2 separate regions of the Anas platyrhynchos genome follow, and region 1 is linked to region 2. Evidence: chromatin contacts called from public Hi-C data. All regions are on one chromosome and are shown on one strand. Each heading gives the region's core, a stretch centred on a gene start, on an enhancer-like site or on the middle of the called end of the contact. The rest is flanking DNA. Distances are from core to core; before and after follow the strand shown. Region 1 overlaps PRKCE (protein kinase C epsilon). Region 2 holds the start of EPAS1 (endothelial PAS domain protein 1).

Region 1 (2,832 bases), core at 185-2,684, 59 kb after region 2:
ATGCTGGGTTTCTTACTGGATGCATTTTCGCTGTTTTACCTCATTAGTACATTTTAGTTAATCTCCTGGCAAGCATTATTATTTCTTATTTCTTATGTAAGAGTACAAGTGGTCAGCTAAATGGGCATTTTTAAAGTTTTCAAAAGTTTCAAATGATAAATCAGTTACTTTACCTTTCAGATTGGCTAAATTTTTATTTATTTTCCATATACTTTTGCAGAGGTAATCAAAATAACGTATGTTTTTTAATAATAAAGAGTTTATTTTAAAATAAGCACATTTGCAACATGAAAATTCAGGTGAAGGGTCCCAAGCCATCCAGGAAGCTGTGCACTATGTAAGTGTGAATAATGTCACCAAATGGAAATCAGCCTATGAGGACAGTGATCTGCAGGCAGAAATGTTTGCTGGAGCAGTGTCTAACTGATAAGCCTTTTTACAAAAAGGAGGGAGCTTAAAGCAGGGGATAAAGTGGGCAAAGAGAATAAATGTAAATCTTGAAGCAAAAGTAGCAAGGTTCTGGTATTTACATACAAAAAGTTGTATGTAAATGTCTATATTCAAGTGTATCATCCAATTTTTAAAGGTTTAGTATTTCTAATATCAGTTTTAAAACACCAAATAGAATTCCTTGCATGTTTTCATCTAACACACTGCAGTACTCTCCAACTTTTCTGTTGCATCTTAAGATCGTGACAAAAACTTTGTGAAATGCCTGTCACCTTAGAACCATGTTTGCTGTGCCCTTCTCTGTATTACTGAGAGACTTTGGCAGATGCATTCAATAGCATGCAAAAAGGCAAAGCCTCACCCTTAACGTGACATAGTTTCAACATCACTAGAACTGGGATATAGAAATATTTTCCATTGCATGAAGACAGACTTGATTGAAGGGCACAGCAAAATCCAGTCCAAACTTTTGTCTTTTGACAGAATCACATTTAGGAGGGACCTTCAGAGTTTTAATGCAATGAGAAACAAAAAAACATTATTTTTCTTCTGTTAGAAAATTGTTTGAAGAATATGACTTTGTTTGGAACTGGTGTACACGCTTCTGTAGAAACAAAGCAATGCCTCGGTGTTTTAGGAAAGCTGCAGGGATTGCCTTATGTCAGTAAAATTCAATTTTACATGTACTGTAACTCCTTTGGATTTTTATTTTGTATAGTCTTCTCTCAGTTAAAATCTTCTTATCAAATGCAGAAAGATAACACATTTTTTCCTGTTATAAAAATAAAGGATGGACATCAATCATCTAAAATCACTGACATTCATCTAGAAGTAAATATAAATATGATCTATAGCATTTTGCTGCTATTATCTGCTCAGAAGTGCTGTCGCCCTTTCTACTGAGCGTACCGGAACATGGCTGCCCTCACAGGAATGTAAACTTGGCATTAACCCGGGCAGATTCCCACTCCCTGCCTTCTCTCATTTAACATTAACTCACTCCTATACTGTTATCAGAAGGTAAAGGTCATAGCTTTATTTACACAATACAGCACTATACAAACGGTCATTAAACAAGAAAATCTTGCACCAAATAAACAAGAAGCGAAAAAACAATGCTGACCTTGCTACTGGGAACTCCCCCTGGAAGTACCTTGTCTTTCCCCAGATGAGGTCAATGTTGCTGCTCTGGCCTTCTAAATATTAACTGCCCAGCACTGTGCCTCTCAGACCCAACTCCTACGTGAGAGCCAACTAAGGACTTTCTTATGTTCCAAAACCAGGAGAAATTTAGAAAGCATTTTACTGCTGGCAAGACCACGGGGTTCATATCCTATTCCCACAGTCTTTACTCGTCCTTCCACAGCTGGAAACCTTGTCAAAGGCGCTCCTATATGACAGCAGCCTTTAGCACAATGCAGAAGCTAGGCAGATGGCAGGGTGGACTCCCTTGGTCCGAATGCCAGAAGCCTGGGAACCAACCCTTCTTCCTGCTTCACATCTCCCTCGGCCCGGCTCCTCTCCACCCCAGCCCACTGCCTTTTCCTGCGGGAAGACATCCTGCTTATTTATGCCTTTCACGACCGCTGGCCTGCCTAGACACAGCAAGAAAATGTGCAAAAAGGGCAGGAGGCCACTGAATAAAATCCCATCAGAGCTCACACCCGGTTTGGGAAACTAGACCGTGCAGAGCAGAGCACACATGTAGCCAGGGTGCAAATCCTGCCAGGAGCTCTGGGCCAGTGGCACGACTTCGGCAACTGTCCCCAGGTGCACTGGGACTCAGCCGCACACACACACACAGCCGCACAATTCACGCCTTGCTTCCTGCCTTTACCGAGGGTGATGGAAATAGGTTGTTGCTCACTGGAGCCAGAAGCAGACTGTGCCTTCTCTGTAGCAGACTCCTGTAACGGGCAGTTTATGAGGGAAAGGGGTAGAGCGCGGGATATTCCTGGGCTTAGGTCTATATATGCTATATGAGGTATGTGGTGTTTCTTGCCCTCCTTCATGAGCCATAGCTCAAGCAGCAATTTAAACTTTAATTGCTTAGATTACCAATAAGATAATCTTTACATAGTTACAAACACACTTAAACTAACACACTGCCTAAGTGCCTCCGAGTTTGAGCTTTGTGTTTTAAACGGCCAAAGAAAGTGGGGGAAGGGAATTTTATTTGGTTACTACTATTCAGAAATAACATGGTGAGGTAACTTGGGAGAATGATGACTTTTAACGTGTTAACCACTGACCATGCAGCATTTTCATCAGTGTAAATATAACTCCTCATTACTCTGCCAAGGTTGCACTGAATCATACAACCACCACTGAAGTCAGACTTTCTAAATATTCTTATTTCACATAAAAACACACTAATAAAAG
Region 2 (2,984 bases), core at 44-2,543:
TGGATCAATATGTGGGCATTGCATGGACAGAATGGAGGTGCCTGGAGCTGGCCTTTGGAAGGAACTAGATTACAGTTCATATAAAGTGCAGATCCTTTACCATCTTTGCACATTTAGCACACCGCTTCAGAAAGAGAAAGATGTGGCATCTGAATATGCTTGCTACACTGTCAGACCCTGGAAGGCACTTATACAGATTGTTGAGTAGAAACTCTGAATCACTGCAAAGCAGTCAAACTGATGCTCACTTTGCCACTCCTAATTATCATTGCATAACACACAAAAGAAAGGGATGACAATACATGTTTTTGAAAACATATCACCATAGCAGATGTCAGCCCTTCTTTTCCATTGTACTTATGCCTATTGTACACCCAACAATGAAATCATCTGTCACTTCAGCTATCCTCAGGAAAGAGAGTTGTATATATTCACACTGACATGTCAAGCAACAAGTAAATTTGATGGATATCAGCAATATTAAAACTTACAATAAGAGGAAAAACTGTGCACTTCTAGATCCTTGTAAAAAAAAAATCCTTTCTTTTTATAGCTTTCAAGTTTCTATTGGCTGAAAGAAAACACAGGAAGAGGAAAATAAAGGCTGGGGGGAAAGGGGTATAGCATAACTAGCAGCACACTGTGGAGAAGACACATGATTAAATCCTAGCTAGATACCTCCTAGTGCTGCACTCCAAATAATACTGTTAAGGGCCTCACTTGTTCAAAAAACATAACTCTCAGGTCTCTAGTAAACGCACTGCACCTCTACTGTTCCCAGCACAGGAATATCATCAATACTCCAAATACAATGCGGGTGACCTGCACCTGTGAAGCAAGTGTGCACTGGTTCTCACCCTGCCCCAGGCTCCCTCTGCCCTGTGGCAGGAGAGAATGGCTCGTACGCTCCAGGGGGGGCAAGGCAGGGTAGGGCGAAACAACAGGAGGCTCCAGCCACGCGGAGGTCAGAAGAAGCAGCTGCTGGGCTCTCACCAGCAGCGCAAACTGGCGGAGGGAGTGACCTGCACAACCCAACGCCATCAGGAAAAGGGCCACTGGTCACCTAAAAACAATAGAAGACCCAGTGCCAGGGGTCTTCTCACCCTCTCCCAAGCCAGGAGTAAGAGATTAGTTTTCCTCATTGAGCAGTCTCAAGAGGAAAGGAGAGGTAGCAGAGCACTGACCTTATTCCAGAAGTTGTGGGGAAAAGCAGATGGAAAGGTCCCTCTTCTAATGAGCTCAGCAGTTTCCCTGGGGCAAATTTACAGTGCAAATGCATTAGGAATCAGAGCAATTGTATTTGGGACTTCCTGGTCTCAAAGTCCTAAGTTTGAGAATCACCTGGGTTGGTTTACTCCTGTTAAACCCCTAGCAGGAGACACAATCTGGTGTGCTCTTTATTGCTCTCTGTGTGATACACAGTGCTATCACAGAACAAATTCCCCACATCGTGGTTTTTTATTGGTAACTGCGAGATCAATATGGATTTCTTAATTTAGGGATAAGTTTGCAAGGCCAATTCATCTGTCTTTTTCCACTGTGAAACTCAAACACATTTCTCATTGCTGAAGAATAGCAGAGGACTGATCAGTAGTCACAACAGCTACCGACAAAACCACAAGCATTTAGGGTAATTTTTTCCCCCTGCACACATAGATCTACTTTGAAAACAATTTCAAAGAGTCAATTAGTGTTTGGTCATTGGGCATCTGTGATAGAAGATGACTAAGTGAATCAGTAGTTCCTTTCACTTATAATCACTCATTGTGGGTGTTGGATAGCAGTCGCACAAAAGTGTATGGCTACTTTTATTGCACATGGAAACTAGCTTTCAAAGCAAACCGGGGGACAAATGTGGCTGCCCAGAACACCCTTAGCTTCCCGATCAAATCTCTCTTTGATATCCAAAGTGGTACGTTCCAGCAGCACATGCTAATGACTGCAATGCTGTGAAAACTGGCTGGCTCACATGCAGGATTGTAATTTTGGTAAATCTGTTTCCTTTAAAATGCTTACTTTTTGCAGTGAGGGGAGAGAGGGGTTGTGGGAAAGAAAAAGAGAGTGAGGTAGTAAAGCAAGGCAGAATGCCAGCATTTTCTTTCAGTCAGTGTTTGTACCTTTTAAAACATTTTGCCAAATCAAAGAGATGAATTACTTCACTGTTTCTGGAGTCTGATGCAACCCTTTTCACTCACTCAGGCTGCAGTCAGCTGGTATCATTTTGCAGCCTGGGAGAGCTGTGATTTACAGTCTGGGGGATATGAATTCAGCAGTTGGATCACAAGTTTTGGAACTTTCAAAGCACAACATTGGACGTCTGTTCTTTCAGGATGCGTTTTGGCAGATGGCAGTAGCTGAGGAAATCCACCCAGTCTTCTACCTCCATTAAGTATTGGCTGGTGGGTAACTAGTGCTCTGTGTTTATATACAGTTGGTAGTATTATCATTGTTCTGTGCTCCTGTAATGAAACAATTTCTTTGCTGCTCCTGCTGTGAATAACACTGAATGAATTGTATTATCTTAACCAAAGTCACAGCAGGCACTAGGTCAATGGGTAAAACTGTCCAATGTAGGAGGGAATCTCACCCAACAGCTCAATCTCCAGCTGTTGTCATGAACTGGAGGAAAAAAAAAAATAATAGAAAGAAGAAACAAAATTATGTTGAAAGAAAAGTAAATTAATAATATCAGTGGGAAAATAACCAGAAATGGTCCAAACCCAAAGGAACACACACATGACAGAAATTTCCATATTATTGAGGAGAATGGGCTGCAAATAGCTTAATATTTTTGCAGGGATCTTTGAGATACTGAATTCCACATTGTCTGTGCTTCCACTCCAGGGAATTTGAGAACTCTCTTTCCTCTCAAGACCTGAGACTGCTGTGCACCTCACAGGCTAGGCTCTCAATTAATTTGCTTCAAATGATTGGATCTCCCATCATCTTGCTAGCCAAGGCTGTAGCTGAGTTGTGAGCTTGTG

The links. Hi-C and Micro-C count contacts between places; a contact is called where the count stands out from the background.
Region 1: a Hi-C map of liver shows a contact between it and region 2, with 4 times the contacts expected there. The contact joins the enhancer-like site here to the promoter of EPAS1 in region 2. A contact is called at or near these places in 2 of 8 Hi-C or Micro-C datasets (liver and skeletal muscle).

The regions. Positions count from the first base shown.
Region 1 is chr3:39,470,192-39,473,023 of IASCAAS_PekinDuck_T2T, forward strand. The region is part of intron 11 of PRKCE (protein kinase C epsilon); the gene reads right to left. Among named protein-coding and RNA genes, the nearest start is that of EPAS1, 59 kb to the left of the region's middle. Within about 2 kb of position 1,435, at least 1 of the 8 cell types and tissues checked has an H3K27ac peak or open chromatin away from gene starts, as enhancers often do.
Region 2 is chr3:39,411,070-39,414,053 of IASCAAS_PekinDuck_T2T, forward strand. It overlaps EPAS1 (endothelial PAS domain protein 1), which reads right to left and starts at 1,294. Exons shown (of 17, transcript XM_038177629.2): 1 at 1,185-1,294. The coding sequence starts at 1,279.